Regions from separate parts of the Mus musculus genome. Here region 1 is linked to region 2. The links are chromatin contacts, called in public promoter capture Hi-C maps. All regions are on one chromosome and are shown on one strand. Each heading gives the region's core, a stretch centred on a gene start, on an enhancer-like site or on the middle of the called end of the contact. The rest is flanking DNA. Distances are from core to core; before and after follow the strand shown.

What was found. Capture Hi-C pulls out chosen DNA fragments and counts their contacts.
Region 1: a promoter capture Hi-C map of liver shows a contact between it and region 2, with 3 times the contacts expected there. The contact joins the promoter of Gpr89 here to the promoter of Tuft1 in region 2. A contact is called at or near these places in 2 of 39 promoter capture datasets (hippocampal neurons and pre-B cells) and 1 of 9 other capture datasets (liver).

What each region holds. Positions count from the first base shown.
Region 1 is chr3:96,903,942-96,906,641 of GRCm38.p6, reverse strand. It overlaps Gpr89 (G protein-coupled receptor 89), which reads left to right and starts at 1,344. Exons shown (of 14, transcript NM_026229.4): 1 at 1,344-1,460. The coding sequence starts at 1,419.
Region 2 is chr3:94,657,398-94,660,199 of GRCm38.p6, reverse strand. It overlaps Tuft1 (tuftelin 1), which reads left to right and starts at 1,328. Exons shown (of 13, transcript NM_011656.3): 1 at 1,328-1,475. The coding sequence starts at 1,416.

The sequences.
Region 1 (2,700 bases), core at 95-2,594, 2.2 Mb before region 2:
CTCCATAAGATTGGACTGGAAGCAAAATTGTAGAGCATTTTCTTAATTAGTGATTGGTGATAGAAGGCCCAGTCTATTGTGGGTGTTGCCATGTCTGAGTTATACACATATGAAGCAGGCTGAGCAAGCCACAAGTAAGCCAGTAAGCAACACACACACACACACACACACACACACACACACACACACACCCATTGCCTCTGCATCAGCTCCTGCCTCAGGATCCCTGCCCTGTTTGAGTTCCTGTCATGACTTCCCTCAAAAGGGAACTACAGTGTGAAAGTGTAGGCTGAAATAAACCCTTTTCTCCCCAACTTGTTTTCGGTCATGGTGTTTCAACACAGCAATAGTAGCCCTAACTAGGACAGGCTGCTTGGTAAGACAGGCTTCAGATCAAAGGAACAGGGGTCTTTCTTTATGTGTGGCAACCTGGGGGAATGTTCTTGTTTATTTATATTATAATCTGAGCACTCACTTTCTAGATACCAGCATCCCCTGCAACATACACTTGCACCCTTACAAGCCTTGACTGTAACTAGTCTTTACAATAAGACTAGCTAGGGTTCTAGTGGGAAAAGTCTAAGTCCCATTGTAGTATATTAAGCCTTCATAAATGGAGTATCTAATGGAAGGAATTATAATTCACTTTGTAGTTGAGCCACAGCCACTCAGACTGTGTTGGGAAGGGGGAAACTACTTTCTAACATAGCCCACCTTTAAGACTCCTACGTAATTATTATTTTGAATTAAAATCTGTCTTCATGTAATTTCTCGTCCTTTGGCCTAATACTCCACACCCTAAAGCGCCAACTATAATGGCGGTCTCATTAGAGTCCAATGAGTGCACACTCTTATAAGCCGTGTGCTTTTGACGTTATCATATCAGAAATTTACTTAGCTATGTTTGAGAAGACTCTTACGTTCCTGTCCACCATCCTTTCGCTTATAGATGTCACACTGCTTTTTAAACCAAGTAAAATCTGTAACATCTGCAACACACTACTTGACTTAAAGCCTCACTCGCTATGTTAACTTATTTTTACTTTCTGCCGTGTTGGGAATGTCACTGAGGACCTCGCACAACTCTCACCCCAGTGTTTCTAGCTATGAAAAATATAAAAATAATTTCATTATATTTAATGGCAGTGCCACTTAAAGCAAATGTTACCTCTCCTCACCTCCTTGTGCCTACTAAGAAGAAACACATCTGCTTTGAGTCTACCCAGCGGCTTCCAGCCCTGCCCACCCTCACCTTCCAGGCAAACGGAGAATGCGGCCGCTGATTGGCTGGCTAGGGCGCATCTTGATGACGTAAGCACGCGCCAGGCCAGGCCGCCTACCACAGCAGGTGGACAGGTCTTAAGCCGCGGCTTCTCTGAGGGGTAGACAGCTGGGCATGGGCCTCCCGAGGCTTCGCCATGAGCTTCCTGATCGACTCCAGCATCATGATCACCTCCCAGGTGAGCCTTGGGAGAACCTGGATTTGCTCAGCCCGCTCCCTTGCCCGGGTGGCGAAGGCTGACGTGTGGTGCTGTCACTCACCTAGCGTGCGTCCCCAGACTCTGGGGAGGGCCTGGCTGGCCCCAGCGCTGAGCCGGTGCCATGCGGGGGTCAGTACCCACGGCGCCCCGAGGCTTCCGGGCAGCTCCGCGGACCACGGAGCCTGGAGAAGCTTGGCTCCCGGCGGGAGGCCCACGGCAGCGTGCCTACCAGGGCTGAGGACCGGGACGGGTATGGGCTTTGCAGGATCCGGGTGCTGACACGTTTGCCTCCGCGAGGTCCAAGTCTGAGCTTTCCTTTGTGCAGTGACACCTCATCTTTCGTTCTCTGGTTGCTGTTCACTCTTTGCGGGTCGCGGTCGACCCACGTTTTCTTCTCACTTGGCCACCTCTATCTACCGTTAAACAAAACCGAAGAAGTATAAACCACTGGCAAGTTCTGCTCGCTTCGTCTAGTGAGCCTCTTGCTTTTCCCATCAGTCGTGTCTCTCCAGGGTTTCCTCCCACCCCACCCCAAGTGTTTATGATAGCCCTGATATCATGTATGTATTTATGTGCATAGCCATGTACCCACTTTCAAATGCAAGCACTCACTAAGCAACTGCAGACGCTTCTTTGCTTGCATTATCGCTCTCACCCCGCATCTTTCCAGTAAAAGATTTTTTTTTCTCTTCATCGCATCCAAATGGCAAGGGAAAGAAACAGTTCCCCTGAGGGACGTAAGTGAGGTACATCCTTGAATTTAGGGTTTGTGCAGCTGCATCCCAATGCTTCCCTCAGCAGAGCATTGCCCTCACCTCTTGAAAACGTCGGTAACAACACTTAAGAAAATGTAAAACAAGAAAAAGCCAACCCATTTCACCACTCTAATACAGTAACCATTTTTCCCTTTTCAAAATTAATACCTTTCAAGTACATTTGACTGCTTTTGTTGCTAGCATAGTGTTCAAATCTGTAAATACACAAAACTCTGGACACTCTGCCTTCTGCTTCAAATCTCTCTGCGCCTCCCCTGTTGTCCTTGATAATGACACAGAGTGGCTTTCAGCCTTACTACCAATTCAAGAAAAAAAAAAACATTTAAGTTTTAAGAGTTTTTCCCCCCACAGGTAAATATAAATGTCCATTCCCAGCTTGTTAAAGAGTACAAAAATAAGAGTATAATTAGAAAATTTCCATGCACTTTCACCTGTGAGATTAA
Region 2 (2,802 bases), core at 79-2,578:
AGAAGCTCTGGGAATAGCTTATACAGAGTGCTGTATGAGTTACTTGTCTGCTGCTGTAATAGAAAACAACAGTCAAGACAGGTTAAATAAAGAGGTGTGTATTTGAGCCTACAGTTCCAGAGGGGTAAGAGGTCATCGCCATCATGGTAGAAAGGTGATAGCTGAGATCTCAAACCACAAGCAGGAAGCAGAGAGCAAAGTAGGAATGGTGGGAGTCTTTGAACTCTCAAAGCCTGCCCCAGTGACTTGGTTGTCCAGCGAAACTACATTTCCGCAATCCCCCAATTAGTACCTCCAACTGGAAACCAGGTATTCAAATGACCGAGCCTGGTGGGGGGGGGGGGGGCTTTCCCAGTCAAAGAACCACAAATGCCTTTTTTGAGGATAGAGAAAGGACCAGAATTGAGTTTTTCTCCTATTCTGGTCACTGATGTCCCTAGTGATTATCTTCCAGGTATAGACAGAGCTTTGTATCCATTCATCACTGGCAAGTGACTCAGAGTCCAGTCTAGTCCCCGCCCACCTCGTTTCCCCACACCCACCCTAACACTTTAAGGACCTAGATGTTCACCAAAACGAATTGCTACCTCTAGTGGTACTGCCTATTCAATCGGATTAGACCTTACACACCGCGCCTGCTGTCCCTGTGACCATCACACAGTGAGATAGCCTTCTACCAGAGGTCAGCCCTCAAGATCCCAGCCTAAGCTTGGGAAGCAACTGCCTTTGGTGCCACTAAGACTCTTTCTCTAGGGTGCAAATTCCTTTTAAGGTCATGTGTCCCGCCTCTCCCTACCATATAAGTCTAGTTTCTGCAAAGCAAGCCCCACCCAGAGCTTAGCTGGCTTTGACTTCGACCTGGGCTACTTGCCAGGAAAAAGCACCTGCCAGACTGGCTTAGACTAGTCCGAGTGAGCTGGTCTTTGGTGCCTGCCTTTCTACCTGTGTGGTAGAACTCTGAGGAAAGATGTACTCAGCTCTAAAAAGCCTACAGGCTGGCTTACATTTCAGGAAAGACCACAGAAGCTTGTGCAAGCCCCAACTCAGACGACCAGACCGATTCTTTCCCGCACCGAACCTGGAAAACTGAAAGGAAAAAGACCAATGAGATACCACAAGATACCTTGTCGTACCCTTAGTAAAATTCCTAAGCGGTCACCCGACCTTCACTCCCAAGCCTCACCTTTACGTAAATCGTCCATAGCACGGGTAGGCGAGTCCTGAAGCCTCTTGGCACCGCCCACCTCTCGCTTCCGCTCTACCTCATTGATAAATACCGCCCTGGGCGTGGCCCATCTTCAGCCCCGCCCCCGACGCGCCTATACTAGGGGGCGGTTCCGCGCGCGCACCCGCCTGCCGGCCTAGTTTCCCCGGGACCTCGGAGTTGAGGAAGCTCATACGACCTCCGCGTGAAGATGAACGGGACGCGGAACTGGTGTACCTTGGTGGACGTGCACCCGGAGAGCCAGACCGCGGTAGGTCGTCACCTTCACCCCGCCTTCCCACTCAGGCACAGTGGCTTTCCAGCTCCGCCGCTCGCGTGCCTCAGGCTCAGGTAGCCCATTTCACCTGACGCCGGGCTCAGTGCGGTCAGCCCCGCGTCGCTCCGTGGGCTTTTTCCTTTGCCCTGTGGCGGACTGTGGAGTGGGAAGCACAGGACGAAACACTGGCAGCTCCAGGGCTGGGGAGGTCCTGTCCTTGGCGCGGACACTGTAGCCCCGGCTCGGGCATGGGGCGCGTTACTCAGGCGTCTCGTGGGCAGCTAGATTGGGTCGTGGAAGACGCTCGAGGGACCGGATCCCTGCGCTGTTTCGGACGTTGCGCCGGCCCAGGTGGGTTACGCCTTTTCGCGTTTCCCGATGGCCTCAGAACCCCTTCAAAGACTTCTGTGATGGCGATCCTTTTACTAGGAAAGGGGGCAGAGGGTCGAATCCTAGGAGAGAGGGGAGAGCATGAGTGGGCGGGATAGGTCTCAGACAACTACGGAATTGGTACCAGATTCTACCTTTCGCCCAGAGGATTTATGGAGCTCTCCGCTCGACGGTCACCTCTTTTGGATTTCTCCTTTTTTTTTTTTTTTAAATCTTGCTTTTCTGGTCCCCAACCCCCTTTCAGCCAGCCAGTAGCTTCCTTGGTTTTGCTTTCATGTCCAGATGCCAAGTCCCTGTAGGGGAATAAGGGGATGCTGCGGAACTCCAGTGGAGAACTGAACCCACCTGGAGTGGGTTAGGGAGAGAGAGGGGGCATTCTCCAGTGCAATCCAGTCTGCCCTGCTCCCTTTATGCCCTCCTCACTCCCTCACTCCCTTTATGCCACCCTCAACTGACCACATATTTTTTTTTCTCTCCAGAGGGAAAGGCCTGTAATTTGATGCTGCATGTTTCTAGTCGTTGCTGGGGGATCCAAATACTCCATAGATCTGTGCTAATTAATTTATTTCCAAGTTGTTGTGGAGAATGAAATGAGAGCCAAAGTGATGGGGAGTTTGCGCCCCCACCCCCCCCATCTGATTCCTATGCGCCTGCCTGTCTCAGCATGTCCTTGAGGCAAAGCTAACCCAGCTACAGCTGGATTATGGCTCTTCAAAGAATTGTTGTAGAATGGGTGCTCATTTGAAGTTCAGAGTACAGCTGATCATTGAAGTCTGTTCACTGTCTCCTTCGACATTTTTGCCTAGAAATATGGAGGTTTCTTTCACATTACAAGTTTTGACATTGCCCAAAGCCCAGCCCACCCCCCAGCCTACCCCAGGTAAGAGAGGTTGACCAAATCAGATAAACAAAACCAAAGTCCAGCCAACAA